Linked DNA regions of Arachis hypogaea: region 1 is linked to region 2. A link is a contact called in public Hi-C data. All regions are on one chromosome and are shown on one strand. Each heading gives the region's core, a stretch centred on a gene start, on an enhancer-like site or on the middle of the called end of the contact. The rest is flanking DNA. Distances are from core to core; before and after follow the strand shown. Region 1 holds the start of LOC112742613 (E3 ubiquitin-protein ligase SGR9, amyloplastic). Region 2 overlaps LOC112742597.

Region 1 (5,373 bases), core at 2,220-4,719, 35 kb after region 2:
AATTGGTTGAAATTTACTTTAAATTAAAGATAATTTAAAAAATTTTAAATTGATATAAAGTTTGATGAAAATGAAATTTTATAGAGGAAGTTATGAACGTTTAAAATTTGGTGTTTAAAACTGAATTCTGCAACTTTACAAAATTTTCAAAATTTGGGAGTGTATGCGTATGCAGGTACCTCCCATACACGAGTGTGTGATTCTGCCTGGCCTCCATGCATACACACCTTTTGCATGTGTACGAAGGATGGGTCAAAACTCATGTACACGTACGCGACCCATGACCTAGTACGCGGGCGATTGTTTCTGCCGCGTGCGTATGCGACGTGGGAAATTTCAACAACTTGTAACATCTTAATTACTCTAAACCTTACCTCATGCCATAAAGAAAAGGTTAATCAAAGGTTACGATAATTCTAAAACTTATACCTAAATATATACATAGAAAAGAATAATAATTCTAGAAACCCAATGAATAAGGGTGGAGCTAATGATATATTCCACTTTTTTTTTTTATCAAGCAAATTGGACAGCTCCCAATCCTAAACAGTACACCTATATTTTACACACCCATACAACACACTCACATACACTATTATAAATAATATGGGTTCTTAAACAAAACTATTTAAATTCGGTGCACCTTCTAGCAAGGCAAACATAATTGGCACTACACTAAACCTTCCGTGCACCTCATGGTTGTTACATACAGTTTTTTATTCCGGACAGAGCTCTGATTAGACAAAGAACTCAATAAGCCCATACACAATAACTCTAATGCATCGAATATAAGTTATAAATACTAAACCCAGTTACATTTTCTATAAACAATTTCACTCCTATCGTTACACCAAATGTCAATAAAAAAATAAATACACATACAAGGGCTCCCTGCGAAAAACCAACAAGGCCCATGAACAACTAAGCCCATATACCCAACAATGGCCCTTCGTTAAGGTTAATCATACTCATTGTCATTAAGTTCATTATCCTACCTTAATCAGAAATCTCTCATGTGACGGAAGCTGAAAATCAGCTGCACCATCTGTCTCACAGTACAATATCAGCAGAATTTATCTCTTGGCAGAGATATTTGTCACACTACGATTGTGCCAGCACAATTCCACACATGTAGAGTGTGTCCTGGCCTATGTTCTACAAGGTAGAATATATATATATGCCATAGAAATGTAATTGTAATTGAAATTTCAATCGTCAAAGAGATTAAAGAATTTGACATCACCTCTACTAAGGCATATTCTATCACATACATTAATCATAAGGATGACATCAAATTAGCAATTACTGCAAAATCAACTACCATCTATGAGTAACACATTGTTAAAGCATTACTGTTCTGTCTTATAATAGAAAGTTTTAAGGGTTTTTTTTTTTTTCATAATAATGAACTATTTCACATTAGTTTAAAAAATATAATAGAATAAAAATAAATAAACAAGTATTTAGTTATAATTAATTAATTGTGGACTAAAAATTTTGCACTAAAGATGATAAAAAAAAATCTTTATAACACTGTACATACATCCACAAGATTAAGAACCCTACCATTTCCACCCTTTATCCTTCCAATTCATTTGATACCTCTATAGACCACATGAGTCCTTGTCTAATGCCAGCAGCATCAAAATCAAACAAATTATTGCTAGCCATTCAAGTCAAGAACCAATCTAGTTAGTAAGCTTGTTTTGCTCCATTCTACTATCATCACACAAATCATAAAGCCACTTGTACGTGGACCCCACCTCTCTAATACCCTGCCTTATTGTTCTTGAATCCCTTTGCTAAGTGAAAACATAGAAACAAATAAAAAAGTGTTACAAATAACCAGGACTAACGAAAAAATTAATTCTTTGTTTTACAAACTAGCTACTAGGCCCGAAGAAAAATTTGGCATACTTACTAATTGATATTTACAATATTTTTTCAAAATATCCACAACTAATAAAAGAAAGTGACTATTTTCTTAGATCGATGCAAAGCTTCTCTAGAAACATAAATTCCTGAGCGTAAAATTCAAGCCAACAGGGATCAAACTCTGAAGGAAATAGCTAAAATCCCAACTAGCTATTAACTCTGATATTAGAGAAATACTTATAAATGAAATTCGTAAAATCGAAGAATCATAGTCCTAAAGTACAAGAAATAAGGTCAACAGAATTAACCGCCTCCACATTCTTTTCCACCCATCTTAACCAAAACACCCCACAGCCGTTGGATCTCTCCGAAAACATCATCGGACGGCAACCTGAGCCTGCAGCAGGGACAAGTGTTCCTCTTTCCAAGCCACGGCAAAATGCACATCCAATGAAACAAATGCTGACATGGCAATTCGCAAACGTCCCTCCCCACGCGCATCTCTTCTTTGCAAATCACACACTCTTTTCCTCCAACCGCCACCTCCACCGCCGGCAAAGCCACTACCGCCGCCGCCGCTGCTGCCACCTCCACCTCCTCCTTATTATTCCCTCTCCCTACACAACATCCCATGGACCCCACCAGCCCCATGCACCGAACCACCGTTTCCACATAAGGGATCAAGATCGTTCCGTTACACTCCCCAATACTTGGTAATCCAAAACCGCCACAAAAAGAAACGGCCGCCAATATTTTCTCCCGGAAAGCCCTTCTCAAATTCACCCTCCATTCCGAAAAGGAATCTTCTAAAAGCTCGGGGTTGTGGTTGTGCGTCTCGCAGAACAAGAGAAGGAGGAGAACCGCGTCGAGATCGCGTTGCCGCATTGAAGTTGACAATGGTGGCGGCATTGCGGCGTGGCGAGTGAGTGTGTGGAGAGAAGAGAGGAGGTGGCGCGCGATGAGGAGGGTTTTTTGGTGGAGAGAGAGGGTATGGAGATGGTGGAGGGTTAGAGAGAAGAGGGTTGGGGAGGAGAGGAGGAGGGCGAGGCGGTGGGTGCGGTGGTTGGTGGCGGAGATGATGGAGTGGGTGAGATTGGAGACGGTGGTGGGAGAGAGAGTGGAGAGTGCTGCCATGATTGTTGATGATGTTGAAGATGTTGTTGCTTCTTCCATTGTTATTATGGGATCATGATGTGTTCTTTTTTATTTCTTGGACTTTGTTGGCTTTAGTTTCTGTTTCTTTTTCTTTTTCTTTTTCTTGCTTTTGTTTTGTTTGGTTTAAGACGGTGGTGATGGTGGTGGTGATGATGAGAATTGATAAGCGAAGTAGGGGGTTTGTGGCTTTATATGTACGTGTGGGCTTGTGATTACCGTCGTTAAAATGCAACAAGTCCAATTTATATTCACACCTAATTTGTGCTTATATAATAATTTTTTTATCCGAAGAACTAAGAATGAAAATAACGTTAGCAAAAAGGGGGGAAAACCAGAATCAATGTACTTTTAATTAACAATTAGTTAATTTTTTGAAGATTTAATTATTTTATTGTTCTTATAGTTTTGTGAAATTTTTAATTAGTTTTTTATATTTTTTTTTCTTTTAATTGGTCTCTATACCAATTTTTTTTAATTGAATCCCTAGATTTTTTTTCTTTTTATTTGAGTTTTTACACAAATTTTTTTTTAAGTTGGTCTATAATTAAACCAATTACTACTAAGAGGGACTTAATTGAAAAAAAAATTTAGTACAGGAACTCAATTAAAAAAAAAAGTATAAGAATCTAACTAAAAATTTCGCAAAACTATAGAGACCAATAGAGTAATTAAACATTTTTTTAATTCTTTTTATAGTAACAACTCAAACTATATCAACCGTTAAACATTCTTTATTTTTATTATTGATTATTATTGGTTAAAGAAAGTTAATTTCCGGAAAAGAGGTAAAAAATTTCTTGATACTTATATTTTCTTTTTCTTTATGCATTATATTTTTGTCTAGTGCCTATAAACATGAAATACATAAATATAATAGAATTATAATTTTCATACATTAATAGTGTAAACAAATTTTATATATACATTTAATTATTTATTGTCACATTATCAAAATTAAAATAATTAATTTTTAAAAATTTATTATTTAGAAAATTATCTAAATATAAAAAAAATTCTATTTTTTTCTTTTAAAAAATACTAAAATGATATTTTTCTTTTTTCTATTTATAAAATGTACATCTCTTTATAACTTTTAAAAAACTTATTCTTTAATCTATTTTAAATTTTTTGTGTTAACTAATGTTAATTTTATTCATTTTTCAAGAAAAATAAATTATTTTTTACAAAAATATCCTTTAGTAAAAATTTTATTTTTTTGTCATTAAATTTTGCTTACCAAAATATCATTTAATAAATTATTTTTTTCTAAAATACCCTTCAATAATTTTTTAATTATTAAATTATAATTTTATCAAAATTTTCGTTAACAATTTTTTTTATATTGTACTATTAATTTTTCGATATCAATATATATTATTTTAACATTAAATAAAAAAAGTCTTACCACTGTTAATATGTATATCAATTAATATATATTGATATTGAAAATGATCTTATCAAGATTTTTTTTATTTAATGCTAAAATAATATATATTGATATTAGAAAATTAATAGTAAAATATAAAGTAATTGTTGATGAAAATTTTGGTAAATCACAATTTAATAATTAAAAAATTATTGAAAGATATTTTAAAAAAATAATTTATTAAAGAGTATTTTGGTAAGCAAAATTTAATAACAAAAGAATAAAATTTTGCTAAAGGGTATTTTTGTAAAAAAATGGATAAAATTAACATTAGTTAACCCAAAAAATTTAAAATGAATTAAAAATAAGGTTTTTTAAAAATTATAAGAGAAGAAAATATACATTTTATAAATAGAAGAAAGAGGAGTGTCATTTTAACATATCTCAAAAGAAAGGAATAAAATTTTCTCCTAAATATATGATTATATAAAATTTTTTACATTATTAATATTTTAAAATTAAATTAAATGTAATAATACATAAAAAGAGAAACAATAACTAAAAATGCATTGTTGCAGTGTAAATTTCAAAAAGAATGATAATATTAATATGTTTTCAAGGTTTTTTAATCAATATCTTATTTAACCATATCTGTTGTGGCAAATTTATTTATTATTTTTTATTTAAATAAACTAAACAAAAGAAAAAAAAACAAAGAGTTTCTTAAACAGAGGGATAGCTTTATTTAAAATTATTGTTAAATTTCTCCCAAAAAAAGAAATTTTATTTAATAAAATTATAATTTTATTGTCATTTTTGTTATAATATATATCATCATATTAATATCTTTCATAATCAAACGAAAATTAATACATCAATTCTAATGTATAATATTTTTTATTTTAAATATCAATAAATTAATAAATCCAAAATTATCTTAGTGATCAGTAATACGATTAAATCCAAAATCTATTTAT
Region 2 (5,187 bases), core at 2,521-5,020:
TATTTTGGGAGAGATTTTAATAACACAACATATAGGATGCTCGTCATGGATGTTCACGTTGAGTAAAAGTTGAGGAAAAGACATCATACAAAGAACCTAAGGACGAGGTGGTGGTGAATGAAATGTGAGGAACAAAGAAGCTTCCTAAGATGGGTAGGAGAAGAGGAAAAGTAGAAAGGGGATGGAAGCACATAGTAGATGTGGGAAAAATAGTGGAAGTTATTAGAAGAATAGCAAAAGAAAATTTTGGTGAATTTAGAGGGATAGGACCAAGAGACAAGGAGTCCTGGTAGTGGAATGCGGGTGTACAAGAAAAGATAAAGGCAAGAAGAGAGTGCTTTAAAGAGTGGTCTTTGTGCCGCAATGCAGATAATTGAGAAAAATATAAGGCGGCTAAGAAAGAGACAAAAGTGACTGTAAGTGAAGTAAGAACAAGAGCATACGTGGGTCTCTACTAGTCTTTAGGCACGAAAAAAGGAGAAAAAATTATATATAGAATCGCAAATAATCGTAAAAGAAGAATGAGACTTAGATCAAGTTAGGTGCATAAAGGATAAAGATGGAGAGGTTTTAGCTCAAGATGAGAAGATCAATGAAAGGTGGAAGAGTTACTTTTATAAGTTATTTAATGAAGTACAAATGATTATTTCAAGCTTGATCGGTTATGCACAAGCTGAAAGTCTAGTCAAACACAAAACTAGTCCAGTGGGATAATCAAATTAAATTATTCAAGATAGGCCATATAAGTAATTATTAATTGGTGTATATCCAAAAGTTTAAAGTTTGAGATTAGGGATTTCCAACTCTCACCAAAAATTCAAAAGCATTTCAAATTCATTGATAATTAGCTTGCATATGGGTGGAAATGGGTAAGATTTGAGTTTCACTCCAATTTTATCTGTACAATTTAATGTTTATAAATTCTCTCTGATTTTATTTGTGGATGTAGAAATGTAACACATGTTTAATTTGTGTAATCTGCATTTAAATTTCATTCCAATCAATATTATATTTAGTATGAGTTTTAATAATTTTTTAGATGATAATGATTCAAATGATGAGTTTTAATAATTTTTTTGAAATCACTTAATATTCCATTTTATATTTATAAGTTTATAAAAATGTAGATTTCTGAAATTTGAACTAAAACACAAAAGTTGAATTTCTATTCTTATTTATTTTGATTTTTTTATATTTTATTTGATCCAAATAGAGATATTTTTATTGATATTTATAATTTAAAGTTAATATAAAATAAATGCCAATTAACTTAAAAAATATAAATGTCAATAATCTGTATCAATAGTAAATCGAATAAACTAGATACAGATTATTGACATTTACATTTTAAGCTAATTAATATTTATATTAACTTTAAAAATGTCAATAAAAAAAATCTAATTGATTCGATTTACGTTGAAAAAATATAAATCAAATTTAGTTGATTCAATTTAGATAGAGTTATTTTAGAATACGTATGTAACCCACTTCATTTTAGAATATTGGTATAATATTAATCTTCATTTAGTTTATTTGTGTGATTTATCCATAAAAAAAAACTTCCCTAATGCTTGATCGCTTGTGTACCAGTTTGGTAACAGCAATCATAGTTATTAAAACCGGACCAGACCAATCAATTTGACTGAAAATTTGGTGAATCGGATCCAATATTACTTTGGTCCGATATTTAGACCACACAAGATGTAGAACCGAAATGAATCGGTGAAACCCAAAATAAACCGGTGAGAACTAGTAAAATTCGGTAAGACTGATCCGACCGAATCATTTAAAATTTAAAATTTCTCAAAATGTGTGAGATGGAGTTCGAACCCTGTCCTTTGTGAGAAAAATATTTTTTCTTATCACCGAGCTATCATATGTTATATTAATATATATGCAAATTAAAATAAATATAGATATCTTTAATTAAATAGTTTACTTCTATTTAATTTATTTTAATTTTAGTTATAAATTCACTCTTTCTTAAATAAATTATATTTTTATTTAATAATAATTATAAACTCACTTATTTTTTTCATAATTATATAATATATATTAATATTATTTCTAAATAAAAACTTCTAGTATATAATAGTATAATAAATATAAACTAATTAATAAATTATTAAAATTTTAAAATAATAGTTATTTTAATATAAAAATAAAATAAAAATATTTATGATAGATTAAAATTAATAAAATACTTATTATTCCTGTTTTATATTGTTTTAGAATAGTTAAATATTTTTAAAATATTAATAAAAATATATATTTTAAATTTTTTATTTTTTTATTTATATAGAACTGGATCAATCAACTCAACCGATAATTAATAATCTAATGATCCAATAATATAACCGTTCGATCACAGATTTAATTCTAAGAACTATGGCAGCAATAACCAAAGAGATAGGCTTAGGCGTGTAAAGATTAGGAAATGGATCAGGGGTTGTAAGTGGTTGGGTTGAATTGGGTTGTTGGGCATGGGCCAGAGTCCAAAAAAAGAAGACCCCTCCCTCATATATATGACTATATAAGTGTGTTTGACAAAAAAAAAAACTATATAAATGTGTAATAATGGCAAAAAAACAAAAAAGCAAAAACAAAACATAAACAAAAATAATAACACAAAAATGGTGACTATGTCGCAAAAATTTTTTTGTATGACTGCAAGGTTGGTGATATGTTATAAACTAATAATATGGCAAGAGATGGGATAATATATATATATATACATATACCAGGGAAAGAAAAAATTGCTCCATGCAATTTCTATCCTGATCAGGAGAAAGGAAAATCGATTGGTACGATTTCCCAATCGTGCAATTCAATAACAGATTGCACCCTGCAATCCTGTTTTTTTCAAAAATTTAAAAAGTAAAAAAAAATGAAATTGCATCATGCGATTTCTGTATTTTAAAATTTGAAAATTAAAAATCAAAATTGCATTCTACAATTTTTGTATTTCTAAATTTAAAAAAAAATTACAAAATACTCCTTCCGAATTCTTTTTTGTAAAACGATCTTTGATATTTTGAAAAAATTACATAAATACTAATATTCTTGAAATTCATGGCCTCATACCATTTTTTTCCCTATGTTAGTGTGTAATGGCGAAAAAGAAAAAGAAGTAAATAAAAACATAAAAATGGTGATTATTATATCTGGGTGCAATAGGCATATGCCTTTAGTAAAATAATAAAAATATTTTATATTTTATTTAATTTGAGATCATATATTTTTTTAGATCTTACTCATTTAGGTGTGCCTTTTATAATAACAAAAAAAAATTTTTAATAAAATAATGTTACGTATTTAAATATTTTATTAATTAAGTTCAATTAAATTAGTTTCTCATAAATAAAAATGAGTTATAAATAATATGGAATGTGTTCTATTTATATAGACCTAGTGAGTTTAGTTTCAGCTCACTCCATATAAAGGTGGAGTGAATTAGAAATAAATTCTCTCCAATTTTTTTAACATTTGAAAGAATAAAGTATAATCTCTCACTTTTAATTTTATAATTAAGACCAAAATTAAATATAAAAAAATAATAAAAGATTAGATATAAGAACAAAAATAATAAAAAATTAAATTTAATATTAAACACCATTCAACTTTTTTTTTTCACGAAAAAAAATCCACTCCAACAAATCAAAGGGGCCTTTACCATCTTTGAATGGACCAACTAGTTCGAAAGGATCAGTTCGAGTCCCATGACCCGTGATTTGAGCCGATGTGGAGAGCAAACTATAAAGGCTCCGCTTCCCTACTACTAGGATTATGATTGTGTAAATGATAGCCAATCCATTGAGTCGATAATGCACAGTGTCACCCATCTCTTTTTGTGATTTATTTAGAGAGAGAAAAAATTAATATTAAAGTCTAAGGTAGATATATTTTTTAAATTATTTTTGTGACTATTATATATATTATTATAATTATTTATATATCATTAATGCTTTATTTTATTGCATCTAATTATTTTATGTGTTGTCCCTTTTTTAAGTGGAGTTTGGTTAAAGATATTATTATTGTTATTATCATATTATTTATTTTTTATTTTTTCGGTCCACACTACAAGAAAAATAGTAAATACCGTCATTTATCATTAAATTTAGCGTCGGATATTAACAGCGAATTTTTTGTCAAATTGATTGTCGGATTTGGCATAAAATTCATCATCCTAAAATATTACAGTCGATAAATTTGACGAGACAATCTGACGATAACAATATTTAATGAAACACTACATTTGGGAACACGGAACACGATACAGTTGAATTCATCCGACGGTAATAATATCTTAAATGAAAGTGCAAACATCGTCTCCCCCATTTCAAATTTCACATATACTCTCTTCATCTCCACCCTCTCTCTCTCATCACCACCATTATCTCAGTGCTTTGTCGCCTCCTGTGGCCGCCGGGAGCACCGCCGTCGCCACCCCTCTCCGGGTTGCCGTCATCCCTTTACGGATACCCCTCTTTCTTCTCCTTCTTCCCCTCTCTCTATCCCCTTCGCCGTAACCACCATCCACTGTCACAGAAATTTTGGTGACTACCACTGCAACATCCACGTGTTCTCTTATTTCTTGTTCTGTTTTTCATTACAGGTTCTTGAACAATTCTTTTTCAATTTTTTTAATTGTAGTTTAATGTAGTTTAGGTTTGAGTAGAATTTCAATATTAATTATGAATCAGTTTTGAAGTTAGTTCAGTTTAGTTTTTTACTTTTAGTGGATTTAGGTCGATTAAGTTAGGTTAGATTCAATACATTAGGTTTGGAATAGTTGAAGTATTTGGAATTATCTAATAGTGTTGATTGTTGTGTTGATGACTGTTTTGCTGAGAAATTATTACTGAGATTATTAGATAATTTTTTTTAATTTAGTTTAATTTAGTTTAAGTTTGAGTATAGTTAGAATTTTAAATTTAAATCAGTTTCAGAGTTAGTTCAGTTTAGTTTTCTAATATTAGTGTATTTAGGTTGATTAAGTTATGTTTGATTCAATACATTAGATTTTAAATGCTTGAAGTATTTGGAATTATCTAATTGTGTTAATTACTGCGTTGATGACTGTTTTGCTGAGAAATTATTGCTGAAATTGTTAGATAATTTTTTTAATTTAGTTTAGGTTTGAGTAGAATTAGAATTTTAATTTTAAATCAATTTCAAAGTTAG

Evidence for each region. A called contact is a pair of places that touch in the nucleus more often than the background predicts.
Region 1: a contact with region 2 is called in a Hi-C map of leaf, with 6 times the contacts expected there. The contact joins the promoter of LOC112742613 here to the enhancer-like site in region 2. A contact is called at or near these places in 2 of 8 Hi-C or Micro-C datasets (leaf and an unstated tissue).

What each region holds. Positions count from the first base shown.
Region 1 is chr2:34,368,902-34,374,274 of arahy.Tifrunner.gnm2.J5K5, forward strand. It overlaps LOC112742613 (E3 ubiquitin-protein ligase SGR9, amyloplastic), which reads right to left and starts at 3,470. Exons shown (of 1, transcript XM_025791855.3): 1 at 1,853-3,470. The coding sequence starts at 3,048. The coding sequence ends at 2,179.
Region 2 is chr2:34,333,636-34,338,822 of arahy.Tifrunner.gnm2.J5K5, forward strand. The region is part of intron 1 of LOC112742597; the gene reads right to left. LOC112742607 (a long non-coding RNA gene) reads left to right here. Exons shown (of 4, transcript XR_003171896.3): 4 at 1-1,000. Among protein-coding and RNA genes, the nearest start is that of LOC112742607, 5.1 kb to the left of the region's middle. Within about 2 kb of position 3,771, at least 2 of the 3 cell types and tissues checked have open chromatin away from gene starts, as enhancers often do.